Linked DNA regions of Sus scrofa: all the other regions are linked to region 4. Evidence: chromatin contacts called from public HiChIP or PLAC-seq data. All regions are on one chromosome and are shown on one strand. Each heading gives the region's core, a stretch centred on a gene start, on an enhancer-like site or on the middle of the called end of the contact. The rest is flanking DNA. Distances are from core to core; before and after follow the strand shown. Region 1 overlaps C9H1orf21. Region 2 overlaps C9H1orf21. Region 3 overlaps C9H1orf21. Region 4 has its middle 100 kb from the start of TSEN15. Region 5 overlaps C9H1orf21.

The links. HiChIP or PLAC-seq counts read pairs in DNA pulled down with a chosen protein or histone mark.
Region 1: a contact with region 4 is called in an H3K27ac HiChIP or PLAC-seq map of skeletal muscle. The contact joins two enhancer-like sites. A contact is called at or near these places in 1 of 47 Hi-C or Micro-C datasets (embryonic fibroblasts) and 1 of 2 datasets of contacts at active chromatin or transcription factors (skeletal muscle).
Region 2: an H3K27ac HiChIP or PLAC-seq map of skeletal muscle shows a contact between it and region 4, with 6 times the contacts expected there. The contact joins two enhancer-like sites. A contact is called at or near these places in 3 of 47 Hi-C or Micro-C datasets (heart right ventricle, psoas muscle and skeletal muscle) and 1 of 2 datasets of contacts at active chromatin or transcription factors (skeletal muscle).
Region 3: an H3K27ac HiChIP or PLAC-seq map of skeletal muscle shows a contact between it and region 4. The contact joins two enhancer-like sites. A contact is called at or near these places in 2 of 47 Hi-C or Micro-C datasets (heart right ventricle and skeletal muscle) and 1 of 2 datasets of contacts at active chromatin or transcription factors (skeletal muscle).
Region 5: a contact with region 4 is called in an H3K27ac HiChIP or PLAC-seq map of skeletal muscle. The contact joins two enhancer-like sites. A contact is called at or near these places in 1 of 47 Hi-C or Micro-C datasets (skeletal muscle) and 1 of 2 datasets of contacts at active chromatin or transcription factors (skeletal muscle).

The regions. Positions count from the first base shown.
Region 1 is chr9:125,804,138-125,806,837 of Sscrofa11.1, forward strand. The region is part of intron 3 of C9H1orf21; the gene reads left to right. Among named protein-coding and RNA genes, the nearest start is that of EDEM3, 180 kb to the right of the region's middle. Within about 2 kb of position 1,439, at least 13 of the 83 cell types and tissues checked have an H3K27ac peak or open chromatin away from gene starts, as enhancers often do. A contact at or near this core is called in skeletal muscle, where this site is marked.
Region 2 is chr9:125,776,696-125,779,395 of Sscrofa11.1, forward strand. All of the region lies in intron 3 of C9H1orf21, which reads left to right. Among named protein-coding and RNA genes, the nearest start is that of C9H1orf21, 160 kb to the left of the region's middle. Within about 2 kb of position 1,381, at least 11 of the 83 cell types and tissues checked have an H3K27ac peak or open chromatin away from gene starts, as enhancers often do. A contact at or near this core is called in skeletal muscle, where this site is marked.
Region 3 is chr9:125,844,786-125,847,485 of Sscrofa11.1, forward strand. It overlaps C9H1orf21, which reads left to right. Exons shown (of 6, transcript XM_003482739.3): 6 at 1-1,217. Among named protein-coding and RNA genes, the nearest start is that of EDEM3, 140 kb to the right of the region's middle. Within about 2 kb of position 1,421, at least 40 of the 83 cell types and tissues checked have an H3K27ac peak or open chromatin away from gene starts, as enhancers often do. A contact at or near this core is called in skeletal muscle, where this site is marked.
Region 4 is chr9:125,402,560-125,405,259 of Sscrofa11.1, forward strand. No RefSeq gene overlaps it. Among named protein-coding and RNA genes, the nearest start is that of TSEN15, 100 kb to the left of the region's middle. Within about 2 kb of position 1,337, at least 33 of the 83 cell types and tissues checked have an H3K27ac peak or open chromatin away from gene starts, as enhancers often do. A contact at or near this core is called in skeletal muscle, where this site is marked.
Region 5 is chr9:125,690,362-125,693,061 of Sscrofa11.1, forward strand. The region is part of intron 1 of C9H1orf21; the gene reads left to right. Among named protein-coding and RNA genes, the nearest start is that of C9H1orf21, 79 kb to the left of the region's middle. Within about 2 kb of position 1,325, at least 9 of the 83 cell types and tissues checked have an H3K27ac peak or open chromatin away from gene starts, as enhancers often do. A contact at or near this core is called in skeletal muscle, where this site is marked.

The DNA.
Region 1 (2,700 bases), core at 189-2,688, 400 kb after region 4:
CAATGGGTGTGTGATGCAGTTTTGTGGGTGGGGAATAAAGCGCGGATTTTTGCTTCTGTTCTATCTTACTGTGTCCTGGTGGCATTTAACATATAGCATTGTCAGCCAGCCAGGTAATTTCAGCTTTGTTTTGAAGTCTGAACTCTGAATGGCATCTTGGTCCCGTTCAAACGTTCGGTAATTACGGTTTTTTCCCCACATGTAGTACAAATAAGATACTTGATGAATTTACACATCAGACTCTTGAGAAAGGAAGTTCCCAGTGATCAGTGTTAGGTAGTTCTTGGTCAAGAAAATACACTTTTTGAAGTTCCCACTGTGGCACAGTAGGTTAAGAATCCGACTGCAGCTGCTCGGCTTGCGGTGACGGTGCAGGTTCAATCCCCAGCCTTGCACAGTGAGTTCAAGGATCCAGTGTTGTCAGTCCCTGGCCCAGGAACTTCCATATACCACAGTGTGGCCACAAAGAAAAAAAAAAAAAAAGGAATTCCCCTTGGGGCTCCGGGGTCACAAGTCTGACTAGTATCCATGAGATTCTGGGTTCCATCCCTGGCCTGGCCCAGTGGGTTAAGGATCTGGTGTTTCTGTGAGCTGTGGTGTAGGTCGCAGATGCGGCTTGGATTTTAGGTTGCTGTGGCTATGGCGTAGACCGGCAGCAACAGCTCCGATTCGACCCCTAGCCTGGGAACTTCCATATGCTCGAATGCAGCCCTAAAAAAAAAAAAGAAAAAGAAAGAAGGAAGGAAGGAAAGAAAATAAGAAAGAAAGAAAGAAAGAAAGAAAAAAAGAAAGAAAGAAAGAAAGAAAGAAAGAAAAAGAAAGAAAAAAAAAAAGAAAGAAAGAAAGAAAAGAAAAGAAAAGAAAAGAAAATATAGGTTTGTTTTTGTTTTTTTAAAGTAAGCGTTATGGTAGTCATTAGGGCTGTTTATAAATATTCCAGTTTTGTTCCTTCCAAGCACATAGTAGGGCTCTCCTTTCTCCAGTCTCTTGCATTTGGGTGTGTAGCCACCAGGGAACTCCCTCATTGTCACCTTCGAAGCTGAACGTGTTCTTCATGTGTATGGACCCAAATCTCCTAATTCTAGTTAAAGTGTTTACCTTTTCCAGTTTTCGGGTACTTTTTGAAATGCAGTGGTTGGAAAGTACACACACACAGAGTCTGTGTGTGGAAGGAAACCCATTGGGAGTTCACATGTAGTGCTTTTGTGTCTTTTCTCTGTGTAGTCCCCTCCGTCCCAGGAGCTACGACTCCGCCTCCACTGTTTTTCTCTAGGCTTCCAGCTTCCTGCATACATCTGGCCCCTGGGCTTTCTTTATAAGATAGAACTTCCTGCTATTGAGCCCAGAAAAAAGAAAATGAAATCCCTTCACATTCCCACTCAGACTAACTCTGGGCCCCTCCCAGGACTGCAGCTGCCCCAGTGCTCTCCGACTTTGTGGGACCACAGGCAAAGAAGTGACAGGAGGAAAGAAATTCCTCTCGCCAGCAGGGGGTAGGGTGCTTTCTTCAATTCCCTGGACTCGATCTGTTGCTTCCTTCACAGTTAAGGAGCTGAAGTTTGAGAGCATGTTGTAAAGAAGCCATCAGTTTATCTTGGTGTTCTGACTTTCCCTTTGGGGATCGGGAACAGCAGGAGAAATAAAGTCGGTCTGACTGCCTCCAACAGGAGAGAATCTAAGAAGAGAATGATGAGTTTACTCTAGACCCTGACAAGTGTGTTCTGTGCATAAAGAAGTAAAATTGTTCCAAGCTAAAGAAGTTCTTTGATTTGCTGTTTAAATAAACCTGTCACTACCTGACCGTGGTTTGCAAACATTTTTGAGAAATGGCTGCTTCTTTCCAACATGAGTTGAAAGCTCCTGAATATACAATTCAAGGGGTTGCTGCTCTGGGAGGGCCTGCTATTGAGCCCTGAGGCAGCTCTGCAAGACCCCAAGGCTCAGTTGGAAAACTGCCTTCAGGAAGGCTGAGAGAGGGAACTCTAAGCCCAAAAGTACCTTTTCTCTGAAATAAAAGTCCTCAAACTGTTTTGAGTTAAGAATCACCTTGGACTCTTGTTTAAAATGCAGATTCTGAAGTTCCCTGGTGCCTCAAAAAATGGGTTAAGGATCTGGCATTGTCACGGCTCTGGCTTGGGTTGCTGCTGTGTTGTGGGTTCAGACCCTGGCCCAGGAACTTCCACATGCCGTGGGCACAGCCAGAAAAAAAGTATATGTATTTATGTAAAATTTCAAAATGAAATTAAAGTGCAGATTCCTGGGCACAGTCGCAGAGATGCACACTCTGGAGGTGTTGTGTGGGGCCTGGGAATCTGTATTTTAACAAGCATTCTAGATGATTCCGATACCAGTACGGATGGATCATAAAAACACAGCTCTACAAACTGCCTACCAAGGGCCCTTTTAAATGGCTTCATCTTATTCCCACTTGGTCCCAGTTTATTTTAGGTACGAAGTTTATGAGTGTCAAATGCCATTTAAATAGCTTTTTCTTGCCAAGGGAAATAATGTCTTAGCTACCTCTTCCGTCATCTTCCAGTGTAATTCTCTGTTCCTGTTCCCAGAGCACCCCGGACGCGGCATGGCTCTCAGCCCTCTCTGTTGGCTCTGCTCTATCAGAGGCTCCCATTAGCCTCATCGTTCCTCCAGCCTGTCTTGGTTTTGTTTGTTTTCTTTTTTCTCTTTTTTAAAGGCAGATGT
Region 2 (2,700 bases), core at 131-2,630, 370 kb after region 4:
TATCAAGGAAAGCATATTGTGCTAGATGAGATTGTAAAGCCTGTTAATGTCTACTTTTGAAAACTTCTGGGGAGGAAATACATTAATTTGTTTTAACTTTGTAGACCACTCAATTTTCTTCACCTTTTTTTTTCTTCTTCACCCATTTTTAAGAGGCAGATTGTAATGCTGCCCACAGCATGTTTGCTCAATTTCTCTTAGCTGCCTTCTGAATCTCATCTGGCAGGGCTGAGGAGCAGAGGTTGTGGCAGTAAACCCAGCCCTCCAGAAGTCAGGTCTCTTCCAGATTTGTGAGGATGGCCTTATGGGACTTGGTTAAACCATAACTGGCTGTTGAGAGCTTGAGATAGTCCAGCTGGTGACATGATGAAAGAAAAGGACTCTGTTGTGTTAAAGAGACTTTTTCAGCCCTGTTGAGGTATATTTGACAAAATTTGTCTATATTTAAGATATACAAAGGGATCTAATATATGTATACATTGTGAAATACCACAGCCCATCATCTCACAGTTACCTTTTCTTTTTTTTTTTTTGGTAGTGAGAACACTTAAGATCTGCCCTCTTAGCAAATTTCGAGTATACAATACAGTGTTGTTAACTGTAGTCACTGTAGTATGTAGGCACATACTAGGCGGTCGGTGCCCAGAACGTATTTATCTCACAACTGAGTTTGTCCCCTCGACCAGCATCTCCCTTCTCCCTCCCACAGTCCCCCAAAAGATGTCTTTTGAATACAAGATGGTTTGGAACAGGGTAGCTGTCCTTTTAAAAGAGGATGAAAAGGAACTTCATATCTCAAGTATCAAAATATATAATAAACCTGTCAGTGTATTATAAACATAAGAATCGGTGGAACAGAATAAATAGCCCTAAAATACTACAGAGACACACAACTACAAAGACACACAACCACACACACACACACACACACACACACACACACACACACATTTACTATCATTAAGGGAAGAAATGGATTTATTCAGCAAACCACACACCAAAATGCACTCCGGAGAACTGGAGAATTATGTGGGAGGGTTTTTTGGTTTTTTTCATGTTTTTTAAAGTATAGGAGAAAAAAAGAGGTGACTGTTTATTAAGTGATACTGGGATTGGGAAGGATTTTGAAATATAAAAGCAGTGGAAGAAACCACAGAGGAAAGAATTACTTTATTTCACCATGTTTTACGAACGATAGTCATGAGTGTAAGGAACGAAACCAACTCAAAAGACCACAGGTATATGGAGGGTTTACTGGAAAGGGATGTGGGATTAATCCAAGGGCAAGGATTAATTGGGCTGCGCCTTCCCGAGACTGAGCTAGAGAAGTGACTCAAGATTCTGGAAGGACCGGGAGTGTGAGCACTGGACGTACGCTGGTTGCACAGCCAGTGTCTGCTTCTTTCTGGTCAGCTGTCCCACCCCGGACCAGCTGGGCTTGGCTGGCAGAAGGGAGGACCCACAGCCTCGTCTGGACGGGAACAAACTCTCTTGAGAATGTGAGTTGGACAGAAAAGAGCTCAGGGCAGGGCAGGGGTGATTCATGCCTAATATATGCAAATTTGAAACTCCTTAGAACAAAAAGTACAACAAACATTTAAAAGAGAAATACTACCCAGTTAAAAAAATATGTATTTGTAACAAATATTATCACCTAAAGAGATTTAATGTCTTTAATATAAAGAGTGGTTTTGTCTGATAATAAGGATACCTTGAACAATTCAGCTTTTTAAATGGGCAGAGTACATGAATAGAGAGTTTGTGGATAAGAAACAAAAGAAAAAAGATAGTATACAGAAAAGAAAAAAATTACCATTATTGGAAGCAAAAAAAAAAATCAAATTTAAGAAAATAATAAGATACATTTTTTGTCTAGGAAATTGTTTTATGCCTTTTTTGGGGTTTGTTTTAAAAATTGTGCTGTTATTTCTGGCAAAGGTCAAGTGGATCAGACGTTCGTGTCCTTCCGCTTGAGCGTGTATATGGTTACAACCTTTCTGGATGAAAATACTGTAAGCAGTAAAGATAGATGCTCATGTACAAATTGATCAAATACTTTTAAGAAAAAGGAAATAAAAGATATGTATAAAGGAAGTTATTGCAGGAGTTCCCATCATGGCGCAGTGGTTAACAAATCCGACTAGGACCATGAGGTTGCAAGTTCGATCCCTGGCCTTGCTCAGTGGATTAAGGATCTGGCGTTGCCATGAGCTGTGGTGTAGGTCGTATACTCGGCTCAGATCCTGCGTGGCTGTGGCTGTGGCTGTGGCCGGTGGCTGCAGCTCCAATTCAACCCTAGCCTGGGAACCTCCATATGCCTCGGGAAGCAGCCCTAGAAAAGGCAAAAAGACCAAAAAAAAAAAGGGAAGTTATTGCAGCATTACGTGTAATGGTGGAAATCTGGAAATAACCCACATCCTCGTATTAGCCTAAAGGTTATTAAATAGTTTATCTATATAATGAAATAGTGTAAACCTTTAAAAATCATTTGTTCACAAAATGTTTATTTACATAATTCCAGTATTGTAAATAAACAGCAGAGAAAGAGAGAAAGAAACAAAGAGTTGTGAAATCAGCAGAGAAAATATTCCAAACTGTTAATGGCACTTGGTAGGACAAATTATTCATTTCCTACAGTGAAAATATTACTTTGCTTATCGGAAAAACAGCAGCAACAACATGTTTGATGTTTGTATCAAA
Region 3 (2,700 bases), core at 171-2,670, 440 kb after region 4:
TGTATTTTTTTAACACGAGCGATAGCTTTGACGAGGGTTCTCTGGGTTACTTCCACGAGGGCGTCCTGTCCGTGGTCCCGCCAGCCGGCCGGGCACTTTGTGGGTTTATCCCACAAAGATCCAGGAGGAGCGCCACGTCTGTCTCCCCTGGCGGGGTCGTTGAACGCGAAGGGTCTGCCCATCCGCCGCACGCACCCCCCCCCCCGCCCCGCAGTGGGTGGTTCCCCCGCTCTGGACAGTCCGGAGGTCACCTGCCACTAGCCTAAGCCTCACGTGGTCTCACCAAGAGGATGCGCCGCCGCCGCCTAAAAATCCATCCACTAGCTGATGGCACCCGCCGATGTGTTCAGGGTGCGATTCCTTAGCTCCGTTTAGACCCCGTTACACCGAAAGCAGGAGCAAGGAAATCCAGCCCAGCCCTAGAGAAAATGGACTCGATGTCAGCAACAGAAGCCCTTCCCTCTTTCTGCCAGCAGCAGCAGCTATTTTGGGGAGCAGCTGTAGTTGTTACATAAATAGAGATGCAGCCAAAATTTCAGGCTTTTTATCCTGCTTCAAGCAGAAAAATGCTGGGAGAGTCGAGTCGCCTGGGGTTTTCAGTTCCCTCCCTTTGTATGGTTTTTGGCCAAGCGCCTGAAATAGTTCTCCTCGCTGTAAACGACCTGCTAAGCCCCACCTCAGACTCGTCCACCCAGGGACTTGTTCCCTGTTCCAAGGATGACCTTCTCCCGAGATCCCTTGTTCTTATGGAGCAAGAATGAAGCAGACACTAAACGTCTTCCATCTGACTCTCCTACTCGGTGTCCGAGATAATTATGTCTTCCCCGAAAATTACCACCCCCTTCTATGCTGAGATGAAAGCTGCTCATGTCTTTTTCTTAGGGTCACGTGTAACATTGTGACATGGTACACATGTACCCTGAACCATGCATCCCTTGGGAATCTGGCTTTATGAGTGTTTCCTGAAACCCAAGGTATTGTGCCTGGGACCCAGTGGCTTGTCACCAGGAGTTCTGTTCCCCTGGTTTTACACTGGCTACCTCTTTGATATGCAAAAAAAAATTTGATTTCATCTGCAGACACATCTGGTACATCTAGAAATAGATCTGAGAAATAGGGTGGCTGAGCGGGTTGGCATGAAATGCTTAATTATGTTAGCAACACTGAAAACTGTCTGTTTTCCATTTGTTGGTTTTAATCATAAATTTGTCAAGTGATCTGTGTTGGTACTTTATTTTTTTAATGCCTTCTGAAAAGGTCTAATGCAAAAACATTATGCCTTCTCTTCTCTCCCCCCCTCCCATATCTGACCATTAAGCAGATTGTCTCAGATACAATGAAAGAATCATCTAGAGGCGAGTGCTTCTGCTGGCTCTTATCTCAGAGGACTCAGGGAGACAGAAGGAGGGAGGGAGGGGAGTGGCTGGTGCCTGAGCAAGAAAAAGGATGATGCGAAACAGACTGAGAAGCCTTGAGGACAGAGAGGGTCGGCGGGGTGGCTGAGGCCCGGGTGCCGTTCAGAATCCAGCTGCTTAGCGGCCAGTGGGTGGGGCGGACTGTCGACAGGATTTACAGCTGGATTACACGCCTTATGTGCCCTGAGCTGTGGAATTGTCAGAGTTCAGCCGTCTGTGCGTGGCTTTCTTTTGCTTGGCGGAGGTTCAGGATCACAGAGTACTGCTGTCATAATTGAATGTGTGTTTGTTTCTGGCCGAGAACCTCAAAAGAGGCTTTCACCTCAGTGATGCCTTCTAGCCCCGGGCTGGAGCATGGGGTGGTGTTGCGGTCTGTTTAGGGACAAAGAGGGTACAAAGGCTGGAGACACAAAACTAGGTCAGCCCTCAGATACAGGGGCGGACACCCAGCGGCCTGCTAAGAGACAGGTCTCTCCCAGGTCTGCAGCGCCCAGGGTCTGAGTCCGGGCTCTGACGCTCTGAGAAGTAGCCCCGGTTCTTCAGTCCTCTGTGCTGGGGCCAGCCTGCTCCACCTCCATGTTAGGGGTCACCCAGGGTCCGAAGCAGCCGCGCCTGCAACCTGACAGCCCCCAGAAGCAGGCCCAGGGATGATGGCACCTGCCCACCCCACCCACTGGCCTTTTGGTCCCCATTTGATGCCATCCCACCTTGAGGAGTAGCTTTGTCCTCCTCCCAATCTCTTTGAGACTTGTTTGCTCTTAGCCAGACTCGCCCATAAGCCTGCTAAGGGAGAGAGGAATTTTACCCCCGTAGCCTATGAGGCCTCTTGGCATACTGATTACAAGTTCTGCCAAAACATTGGGCAAGAATCGAAAAAGCGCATTTCTGTATCTACTAGTCTAGAAAGGAAACTCAGTTAAATATGTCAGTTTCCTAGGAAGAAAAATTATCAAGTTCTTCATCCAGGAAAATACTGACTCTGAATCTTGGACTCCGAAACGCTGATATATTTTTTATGAAAGGCAAAACAGATCTAAGGCTCTCTCCTTCCTCCTCCCAACTCTCTCATGAAAAAGGCATCGGATTGCGCTCTCTAAATTTACAGCAAATCTGCCTGCCTTGCCTTCCCCCCTGGAAGACATGCTCAGAGCTTTATTTCTTCGTACCTCTCAGAAATGAAACTTCTTGCTAAGTTGCTTAAAACCTAGTAGAAGAATAAGACCTGGTTGGGGAGAGGGATTATGATATATTTAAGGGCATGATGAAGAGGTGACTCGAAGCAGGA
Region 4 (2,700 bases), core at 87-2,586:
TCAAGAATGAGAAATATGTGGTCTCTTTATCTTTTATCCAAGCGGGACTCAGCTCCTCCTTACTGCTACCATAATCTTTATCTTCAAGTATCTGTCCACAGCGGACAGGTTCCAGCTGCTCAGCCTGGGGCGCATCTATCTCATGCCTCAGACCTTACGTAGACCCTGTATGTTGCTTCTTTGCAGGCAGCAAGACCCTGCAGTGTAGAAGCTAAGGATCCTTACCCCAGGATCCCCGTCATGCCTGCCACATAGTAGGTGCCCAGAATGTATTAATATAAATTGGCTTGAGCTCTTAGACATCATGACCCAGCTTGGGATCTTTTTTCAAGGTTGATGTAGAGGTAGAAGAAAGACCTGGAGGAAGAGTGTGTTTCTGATGCCTTGCACTGCCAGCAGCCTTGGAAAAGCAATGGGAAGCTTTGACAACTTCTTTCTGAGGCAGGACTCCAAGCCCCACTATGTAATGTAGGCAAAAGCATGTGATTCAGAGAGCAGCATGCCAAGTTCAGAGTCACTGAAGCAAGTGGTGTAAATGATGAAATTTAAAAGACAGAGACCTTTTTAGAAAAAGCCAGGGTGCACAGAAGTGACAGCATTGCAAGCTGGGTTTGGGTAGAAGTGACAAATCTTCCCCATGCCCCTGCAGGAGGGCCTTGGAGAGTGGCTTTTAAAATGCTCTTTTAAGTCACTGAAGGAGTGGTCTGTAGGATCAGCAAAGGCTGGGAAGTTCCATCTGCAGCATAACTGAGGTTCCCGCATTCTTTCTGCCCAGGCGGTTCCCCAGGTCAGACAAAATACGCTGGGGCTCACAGTTTGTCTTTACATTTTCCCCTCCTTGCTGCCCCTTTTCTTCCGCTCTTCCAAAATCACCAGGCTTTACTGCCCCTCATTCAACAAGAAACTTTCGTTTCCTCTGAGACTGTTTACAGCTCCCTTCCGTGCATTTTTCCAGCCAGTGGGCACCGGGCCAGTGGCCCCGAGCAGCAGGCAGCTTGACCTGTGGGTGTTCTCTCCTCAGCTACTTGTCTGAGGGGTGCGGGCAGGGCCTCCTAATGCTTCTGGAGGAGTCCCCAGAGGTCTGCTGAATTGCAGGGGTGTTTCCAAGGCTGGGGCATCTTTCCCTCCCTCACCAGGGGGCAGGGGAGGGGAAGGAACTGACCGTTGTGCACAACCGTCTGTGCCAGACATTGGCCTTAGCTGGAATTCTCACCACCACTTGGCAGGCTCCATTCTGTCCTCTCCTGGCAGATCAGGGACCCCAGATGTGCCAGAGGACACGCCTAGGATGTTGGAGAGCCAGAGCCCAAGCTCTGTTCACTTGAGCGTGCTGGACGGGCTTTGGCTTCTCCCCAACACCCCCACGCGCAGAAGGGAGCTTGCTCTCACTCTGTCCCCGCCCGCTGCTGATTCATGCAGGAATTAATAAACTCGGGATTTGAAAAGTTTCACTCTCCTGCTCTTCTCAGATACACTTCAGTTCCAAACAGTGTTCATTCCTGCCAGATTCTCCAGCATCCTTCCAATTTTGTGCAACGTTATCACTTCTAATAAGTTCATTTTGTCCCATTTCTGACTAAGTATGATTTCATTTTATTCCATTTTAAGGCATCTCATGTATGCAAATTCAGAAGCCAAAAAAAAAAAAACCTGTCACCCTGATTTTTGAGTCAGAAAATGCAACCCCTCTCTCATGTCACACCAGCTCTGCATTGTGTTTGTGGCAATCCCTGTACCATAGTTCTCCTTTTAGCAGCCTGTTTTTGTTTTTGTTTTCTTTTCTTTTGTTTTGAAGGAGGAAGTTCTCTGTTTCAGGCCCTGGAAGAACTGTTATGTATTCCTCATTGCAGGCACAGCCCCAGAATATTCCAGCCCCTTCTCCAAACAGGTTCTTGACCACACAGTCTCAGAGTTAAGATGCTTTTTATCAATCCTGTTGCAGATGGATGAGCTGTTCCTGCCTAAGGATCCCCTCCCCAATCCCTGTTCCAGGGGAATGAGTAGGGAGAAACTTGAGTGGAGGACGAGTTGCTCTGTCTTGGCAGCAAAGAGAAAGTCCTGCCCTTCCCTGGTGAGCCCCCTCCAGACTGGCCCCGCTGCCTTCCCGGGGATGGGGCTCCAAGTGGTACCTCCAGCCCTGCTGGAGCCCACTCTTTCCAAGCCATTGAGTCATTTCCTCTCAGGGACTTTCTCATTAAAACCTTCCTGTTTGCTTTCGCTCTGGAGTTCCACCGAGTTAGCTTCCTTCCCCATCGCCACTGAGCTGGAATTAATGGCCTGGCACCTTTCAGCTCTCCCTCCCTTTGCAGTTCTTCTTCCCACTCTCATCTTTTGGCTGGAGTCTCCACACTCTGTACACATTTGTGCAAAGCCCCAGAGTTTCTGAAGCTGTGAGGAGCAGCGTGGGGGATACCACATCTCTTTTTGCAAGAGATTGCTTGAAGGATAAATTGGGAAGATGAGCATCCACACAGAGACACCAGAGAGGAAACCCTCCAACCAAGAGCCTGTCCCAGATGTACCTGACACAGTGAGCAGAGCGGTTGGGAATAACCACCTTTGACTAATGTGCTCTGAGCCCCTGGACCCTGAGCAGCGGCTGAATCCCTCAGAAACCCTGGTTGGGAACGTTGTGTGTGCATCTGAAACTAGCTGACCTGGGCAGTTTGCTGTGTGGTCACTAGTGACAAAGCTGGACTC
Region 5 (2,700 bases), core at 75-2,574, 290 kb after region 4:
TGAGAGCGCAAGGCCCTGTGTAGTAAATAACAATGACCAAAGCCACGCAACTCCTTTCCTTTACAAAAATCACAAAACACTGGATGTAGTCTTTGTATCTCTAGAATTTTTATTGTGTGTGTGTGTATGAGAGAAAAAAGAGACTAAGTCCTTTACCAACAAAGGTTTTATGTTTTGCTTTCTCTGTGTTTTCAGGGCACTGCCAGCAATTGAGCTGTTCTGGATAGCACTCGAAGGTTCTAGCAGGCAGAATTTCAGATAGCCAAGGCTTTCCCTTAGGGATGCTCATTTCAGTAAACCACCCTCTGCCCATCAGGAAAGTGATGGGTTTACTCAGTCACTGGATCACGGCTGACTTCTCCTCAGACCTGGGATCCTGTGGCCTGAGGCAGAGCCCTGGGAGAGAGAGATCTTAGGCTGGAGCTTGCAGCAGCCTCTGATGGATGAGTTTATTTATTTTAGTAGGGAGGGGGTTAAAGGGGGAAGGAGTCTGTTGTGGAAAGAGAGGGATGTGCTTTTAGATATAGAGAGAAATGCTTTTTAAGATTGTAGCCTTCAGATCTTATTAGTGTTACTACATTACTTTGTTACAAGTTTTTATAATTCTGAGGGCAGGAAACATACGCATACTCACATGTTACCACCACAATCCACCAGCAGGCTCTTTGGTTTTTAAACGATTCTCCCATTTGTGCCTGATGGTTAGTTTAGGTAATTCGTGTCTTTTATGTCTGTTGTTCCTACTTCTTTTTTTCTACCGTTGTGACTAGTTTAAGACTGAGCTGCAAGCCATTTCCACATTAAGTTTAGAGATTGAATTGAATCAGAAATGTGAAACACTCTTTCCTTGTGGAAGAGTTGAGACTTTGTAATTCAGTGATGAAAACATCCCCTGTGCTTTTCCAGGGTGTGTGTCAGACAAAGCTCCATGGCCTTTCATCTCTTGTCCTCAGCATCAGGCAGGTAACATTCAGCTTTCCAGGGGATTAATCCAGCTGCAGTTCTGTTGTAGTTGATGGTGTTAAAGAGGATCAACAGCTCCAAACGGACGCGCCACGTCTTGCTGTCCTTGTCCCCAAGTGAGCGTCTCTAACCAAGGGTTTGCTAAGAGTAGCACACGATGCTGGATGTCTCTCCGTGTCTTGTTGCAGAAAATAAAACTGAGATAAGCACTCATTGAACTAGCTTGAAATATCCTAGGACGTTGAAGCACATCTCTGAGACTTCCTTTCCCGGCGGGGTGTCATTGGAATTCTACTCGTGTATTTATGATCTGTCAGTCCCGTCCGAATGCGAGCCCTTCAAGGGCGGGGATTCCGTCTGTGCTTCACAATACGTTTCAACACACAGATGGCCAGGATATCCTTCACTGACCATTGAGGAAGGATTGTGAACTTATCTGCTTAGATTAGAATCAAATTGCGCTTTTGTTTGTTCGTTTTTTTTAGTAATACATCCTTATTCTACTTACACAGTCTAGTCATTTCTTGACTTTTCTTTTTTCCTTTCCATCTATCTTCTGTCGTTGTTTTCCCGGGCCACATAGGGGAGCCTACTGGGCAAACTGATTTCACCCAATGCTCCTGGAAAGTCATGCCAGGCCACCGGCATAGCAGAGTGTGCACAGAAGACTATTCTCGTGCACTTATAAGTACTTGGCAAAGCATTTCATAATCTACCTAGGTTTTTAAAACCAAAAAAAGGGAAAACAGCTGTTACTATTAGGGTACTGATAATTCCAAGGAAATCAGGTGGATCTGTCACAAGTGACACGGTGAACTGGCAGGCCAGCTGTCAGAAGATGCCAATCATGGGTGTCCTGGTACAGAAAGTTCCCCACTGACACAAGATTGGCAACTTCCTTCATATGCCCTTGGTATTCTGAGTCTTGAGAGTGGAAAGAGGAGAAGAGAACTCAAAGTCCAGGAATGTCTGCCACTGGCTTTGATCGTGAAGGAGCAATTCTAGAAAGGGCGAAGTTCTTCTGCATGGATTCACCCTGGTGTGGGTGGGCGGCTTTAATCAGGATCTGATACTTTCCTCTCTTGCCTTCCAGAAAGAATGTCAGCCTTGCATGAACTTGTGTGAACACATACAGGTGATAAAGGAAGAGAGTTTTCAGCTACAGGGTAAAGGCACTAAACTCTTAAATCCTGAAGAACAGTTATTCCACAGACTTTTTCAATTCAGCCCTCTCTGTAAGAAACATTAAAAACATTTATTTTAGTCTGTTAAAGGCAGAATAGAGAAGAGGACATAAGAGAGCTAAGCTTTGTTCATTTTTTCACTTGATACACGATTGAAATCAACACCCTTGGGCCAAAACATAATAGGTAATAATCTTTAGACCTCATAGGGCTTCCTGAAATATTTTGGAAAAAAGATTTGCAGGTATATCTTAATTCGGTAAATGTTGAAACAAAGTATATAAATAAATTGAGTCTAGGTGAGAAATGGCCTTTTTTTTTGCTTTTTAGGGCCACACCCACAGCATATGGAAGTTCCCACGTGAGGGGTCACATCAGAGCTGTAGCCACTAGCCCACATCGCAGCCACAGCAATGTGGGATCCAAGCTGGGTCTGTGACCTACACCACAACTCACAGCAACGCTGGATCCCTGACCCACTGAGTGAGGCCAGGGATCGAACCCACATCTTCATGCTTACTAGTCAGATTCGTTTCTGCTGCGCCATGACGGG